Linked DNA regions of Danio rerio: region 1 is linked to region 2. Evidence: chromatin contacts called from public Hi-C data. All regions are on one chromosome and are shown on one strand. The core of a region is the stretch at or near the end of the contact, and the rest is flanking DNA. Distances in the headings are between cores, read along the strand shown.

Evidence for each region. Hi-C and Micro-C count contacts between places; a contact is called where the count stands out from the background.
Region 1: a contact with region 2 is called in a Hi-C map of embryo, with 2.3 times the contacts expected there. The contact joins two enhancer-like sites. A contact is called at or near these places in 1 of 18 Hi-C or Micro-C datasets (embryo) and 1 of 4 datasets of contacts at active chromatin or transcription factors (caudal fin).

The regions. Positions count from the first base shown.
Region 1 is chr17:25,728,314-25,731,343 of GRCz12tu, reverse strand. It overlaps wdpcp (WD repeat containing planar cell polarity effector), which reads left to right. Exons shown (of 19, transcript XM_073928533.1): 5 at 829-879. Among named protein-coding and RNA genes, the nearest start is that of mdh1ab, 36 kb to the left of the region's middle. Within about 2 kb of position 1,678, at least 3 of the 62 cell types and tissues checked have an H3K27ac peak or open chromatin away from gene starts, as enhancers often do.
Region 2 is chr17:25,541,888-25,545,066 of GRCz12tu, reverse strand. All of the region lies in intron 10 of ehbp1 (EH domain binding protein 1), which reads right to left. Among named protein-coding and RNA genes, the nearest start is that of ehbp1, 84 kb to the right of the region's middle. Within about 2 kb of position 1,551, at least 3 of the 62 cell types and tissues checked have an H3K27ac peak or open chromatin away from gene starts, as enhancers often do.

The sequences.
Region 1 (3,030 bases), core at 429-2,928, 190 kb before region 2:
TTATCGGAAAGAGTTTCTTGAAAATTGTTAGTGTTGGACAATTATTGGTAGACAAGTTAAACTGTTTAGCATAAAAAAATGCATTATTTCACCACATATCCAGATCATCCACAATATTAATTTGATGTGCTAGCGATAGATTTTGTAATAATTTTTTTATTTTGTTGTATTCTGTATTTTAAATATAATTTAACTTCTTTATTTTTTTCCAAACAAAACTGCTTTAATACATATTGTCCCATTCTCAGGCAAACTTTCAATTTTAAGCAATGAAAATTCATTACAGATATAATACTTCTAAGCACCATAATAATGTAAAAAAATGAAATAACAATTTAAAAATGAATTGCTAAAGCAATATGAAAAGTTTTGCATTAAAGTAATTTTTAATATGATATTTTTATTGCAAATTTTGTAACTGTCCTCTATGTTGTTTTCATCACAAACCAAAATCAAAAATTGTGAATATATTAATTGTGTATAATTTAGTATCTCAGCTGTTACAATTAAAGAAACATTAACAGGTTAAAGGCTAATTGGCATTAACATTCCACATTTATCACATAAATATTGATGTCACAGAAAGCTATTAAATGCAGGTCTTGATTTGGCTTTATGGTTTAAGAGTTCTTGAGTTTTGGAAAATTGTTAGTGTTGGGACAATTATTAGTAGACAAGTTAAACTGTTTAGCATTTTAAAATATATGCTTTAATTCAGTTTGCTTTTACCACATGTCCAGATCACCCACAATATGCACACACAACTCACTTATACATCCTCTCTCATAAAAATGATTTTTTTTTAACAATGTATCCCTCTTTGTGCAGCCTCTCCTACAGATCAGCATTACTACAATGAGAAACAGCAGTTTGCAGACAGTAAGTAATCCATCATCAAACAATTAACCTTCATGTCAATGACTGTATTAGCTCATTATTAAAGAGCATCAGTTTACATGTTACTGAAGCAACACTCATCCAATCCCTAAATTAAACTGCTTCAGATGCCTGGAAAATGAAGTGCCCCATTAGTGCAAATCTGACAAATATTAAGCATCACTCCACTTCTTTAACCCTCACGAGTATGACGCAACAGTAATGAAGGATGGGGATAAAAAAAACACTGCGTAAAACTGTAATGTACTGGTGGCTTTCAAAAGTTGGGACAGAAAATGTGTTTTTGCAGTAATTCTACAAACTTTAGTTGAGCACCAGCTGTCTCGAAATGTATTGTGTTTTTTTAATGGTGCAGCCATGGCGTAAGATTTACTACTGTGTATTCTTGTAGAATGTTTCTATTGTATTTTTAAGCTTGTGGCATGTTTAAAATAATAATAAAAAAAACCTTAGTAATATGGGTAAGTTATTATTAAGAAATATGAGTAGTTGTTTTTGTCAAATGTTTTAAGTAGTCTGTTTCCATCAACATTACATTTAGTCAGGCGTTCCTCTCTGCTTTTTAATTTTTGTGTTTGTTTTATTGCAAGTACAGCTTTATTCTGTATTGCAATTGTAGTTTATTCTACAGTAGCACTGACAGCTTTATATTGCTTTTTTATTTGGTTATGATGTTGTCAGATGTTCATTTCCACTATGGCCACAGTGTCTTCCCATATAATGCCCGGTTACCTCCTACCCGCTTGCCCTGCTGGTGGGGCAACTCCCGTCGCCCTCGAGAGAAACACAAACACCCTTATCAGAAGACACAGACCCGTCCCCCTCTCGCCCCCGTCCTGCTCGTCCCCCACCTCTCTCCTTCATTTGCATTCATTTATTTCTGCATCCTCTTACTCCTAAAAGGCAGGAGACGTTTCTTAATAGTGTAGAAATACCAATAAAAAAAACTGATTGGACTTGATTGCGAAATCTTTAAGAAAACAAATAACAGACCTCCTTCATTTCCGTGGGTCCCTGTCCCGGATGAGCGTATTAATGCATAAATGCAAACGCATACTCACAGATTGAACTCAGCCGAGAATTCTATTAACGTTTCTTTCTCTTTTTTTTCCTCCCTTCGCTGGTTTGCTCCAGAGGGAAACAGGGACTGAGATCTGAGCGGAAATTTGGGGGGCTTTGTGAGCGGAACGAGGCATTTTGGAGTGGCGTATTTAATGTGTTTAATATGTTATGGTAACTTTGAGTTCTTCCCTCGGGTGACTGTGTTAACTCAGGGAGCGCTGATTGAATGAGACCACGGCGTTACACTGAATTTAGCCTCTGTTGCGCTATTAGTTAATATTTTGATTTTAAATCCCTTCTGTCTACAAAATGAGAGAAATCAAAAGAGAGAAAAGTAAATATTTCAACTATAGTGAAAATAGAAGATTGATGTTTTTGAACATTAAGAGGAGGAAGCTTTGCATTGTAGATTAAGTGAAAATATTGGATTTTGGTGGGAATGAGGCATTACGTTTGCTGTTAAAACGGAGTAGTTTTAACAAAAAAACATATCCATATGGGAAAAGACTTTTTAAATTGACTAAATTATATAAGATTAAAAAAAGTGCAACAAATTGTTTAGTAATATAAATAAATTTTCAAAATGGGAATTTAAAAAATAAAATAGGTACATGTTTAAAGTAAAATGTTTATTTTTGTTTGATATATTTCCTTATTGTCATTTTTATTTTATTGTTATAACTTATTTTCAAAATTTCAAATAAAAATTTATCATTTAGAGTATTTATTTGCAAGCAATGACAATTGGTCAAAGTACAATATTCCATATTTATGAACCTTTAAAGGGGCAGTAGGTGATTGTCTTCAGAAACATTTTTGTTGTGCTGGTTAAAAGTCTCTTTACATTCCAATAATACTAATTAAAGTAAATGATCTAAATGTATTTAAATTCATTTTTATATTCTGGTTGAGGTATAAGACTAAAAAATGTTCATCCAATTAAAAATTGTCTGGCAGATAATTTCCATAATTCTGATAAGTAGCCCAAACTATCTGTCAACAAATGTAGATTTGTACAACTGCACACCTGTTCACGCAGATCCGCCATTTGCGCGTACACACACGCCGCAG
Region 2 (3,179 bases), core at 302-2,801:
AAAATACATGTATTTTATGTTTCATGCATTTAAAAGAGCCAAAAAAGTGCAAAACTATACTGCCTGAAACAAGAGCCTCTAAAAGATTAAAACAGAGTTTACACGATCCAAGTTGAACATAAAAGTTGACTGCATGTCTGCAGTCTTTCTTTTTTTTTTTTTTTTTTGGTGATTTTTACCATCGCAATAATTACATCACTCCCTATTCTGTCACAGAATATTTTGTGACACTGTTAATAATCAGTGATTTTATATTCTAGTGACCACCACCCATCTTTGTCCACACCACATTTCAAAGCAAAGTAACATCAATAGGTCAAAGAGTATCAGTATGGTGCTCCTGAAGAAAGTTTTATGCAGCTTCTGCGCAGACTATTTACAAACTTCTGATGTTTGTGATCAGGCTTTTTGCAACATATTATCACTTTTATTTTGTCTTGGAGCAGTAGTTCCAGTTACTCAAAATAACCTATTTATGGGGTCTGCATAATTGATGACATTAAGTCATTGAACCCTACGTAACTCAAGCACTACGGGTAAAAAAAACTCTTATCAAGATAACTTTAAACAGGAAGTCAAACCTAATGTGAACACTTAGTGTGAACACCCAAGTAAAAAATTATTTTCTTAAATCTTTAAACCCAACATTTAAATAAAAATGGGCTTATTTACACTGAATATTTAAACCCAAAGACGTCTAGGTCCAAATAAAATCTTTGAAAAGCGACAGAAAGACAAGAAAAATGGCTTAACAAATGCACACTAAAAAAGGCTCACAAACAACAGAAGCTTTAATCACACACACTCTTTAAAAGTTGTAATCCACTTAAGACGCCTGTGGCAACATCTCACAACAGTTTTATGTTCATGTTTACACACATTCACAAGGTCAGCAGTCTTATAGACCTCTCTTCCACACAGCACAGATTTGGGACAGTCATTTGATTCATCAAGTGGCAGTCCATTTACCTCAATTATGCATCATTGTTTTCTCTTTAACCGCTTCTCAATTATTCAGCTGCACCTTGAATTTAATGATTAAATTGTCCCTAAATGTGTCTGTCTGCAATCTGCCTTTAGTTTCCAATTATGTTGGACTTTCAGTTGTGAAGGATTCATTGAACTGCTTTGAACCGAATGAAAAGCTCTATTATAAAAATTAGAATTCGAATGGAACAAGATGCCAAGAGAAAGCACAGTATAGACATATATTTAGTGTCATTTTAGAAATGCAAACACTGAAGCCCGCATAGAAATTCAATCACAAACCAATGGCCTCTTCAGTGTGCTACTTTTTGAGAAATCTGGCAAAAGAAGAGATTGAGGAAGTTATCAACACAATATGATCCATTTTTTGTGATATTATGTGACAAAAGAAAGATGTGTTCTGTTCAAATGACAGCACTTTCATGTGAATTTCATCATTTCACATTACAACCTTGCTAAGTTTTCTTGCTGAAGCGAGAGAAGTTCATTTGCCTAAGCTTGAGGCTGAGGGGGAGTTTTTTGGGCCTTGTACAAAACCACGAAATATGCAAGCATGACTAAATCACATTTCCGGGGCCTTTTTCCCATGCTAAGCTACACGGCTTTAAAAATTTAAACACAACAGCCTTCGCTAAAACATAAGGAAATTTGGGAGGATACGAGCGAGAGCAAATCTCCCGCACGCGCTTGTGTGCTATACATGTGTAATGTGGTGTAATCTAACGTCAGAGGCGGTGAAAACACTGCCGGAAAGGCATAGCCCAAAACTCTGAACTGTGTAAATGAGCTTTATCTAGTGAGGCCTGCACACGCGCACACATAAAAAAGCAGTATTGAAAAGCGAAAAAAAGCGACTGGCACAATGTTTGCTCTCTGATAGAGGGAGGCAGACGTTCACCAAACACACCGAATGACTTAAATTGCTGTAACGTTCAACATCATCAACATGCAAGCATATCTGGCAAAGCAAACAGAACTTAACAACAACCTTCAAATTACCGCCACGCTAAACAAACCCTCCAAGAAAAATGTGATTTACGAAAGCAAAACAGACGTGAGCCAAAAAACGTATAAAAGATTCTTTCAGTGTCGTTAGTTAAAGCAGAGATGAGAGGGTGTGTAAAGCAGGGAAAACTAAATCTATACAGCGCTAATCTGCTTTAGACAACACTCTTCAACAAACAAATTACAGGAGGCGAAGTTCAGCGATCTGCTCTGATAAAGCTGTCATTTATCAATGAATCCGCAATGCACACGGAAACTCATTAAGAGCAGAGCAGCAGTAATACTGTGAGGAAAAGGAGGGAGAGAGGGATGAGGAGAGGAGAAGAGAGAGAAACATCAGGTGTGCTCTGCTCCGCTCTGCCGTCAGATCGTTGTCCGCCGCGGTACGGTCTCGTTGGCAGATGAGAGCCCTGATAAGCGAAAGCAATTAAAAAGAATATAATTACAAAGTCACCCCTATCTGAACGAGGCCTTGATCAAAACACGCCCACGTCAATACGTCGGCCGGAGTGTGAAGCGGGATCGATGGAGTCAGTCAGGAAGGAAGACTTTTACTGTGGCATATTTAACACCATCAATCGGCATCGCGCATGAACGATGAGATGAGACACACATCTAAGATAATGGAAGACACAAAAACACAACCCGCAACACAAGACAAACTCTCTTCATGGAAAACACCAGCATTTCTTCACGTTAAATGCCCTGATTCAAAACTAGGGGTCAAAGATTCCGAACTTAGACAATATAAAGTGTGACTTTACAGTATGTTTACTTTATACACACTTCAACACATTGAATCACATTTCTGCATGGCAAACATTAAATGCACTGATTCAGAACTAGGGTTAAGTGTAGACTTAAAAAAATATTCTAAACTCACACAACAGACAGAAAATATAATTACTTTATATATACTTTAACACATTGAATCACATCCATGATGTCCATAAGAAAAATCTCATTCCAATGAAACAAAAATGAATGAATGAATGAATAAAAGAATGAATGAATGAATGAATGAATGAATGAATAATTAAAATTAAGATTAATTGATCAATTAATGAAAATGTATTAATTATTAAATTTTCTGGCCAATTCTGACTGAAAAGGAATAATAGTAAAAAATGGTCAAAATATAGAAAACTACTACATCTACATAATGATGATAAGGTGAATGAATGGAT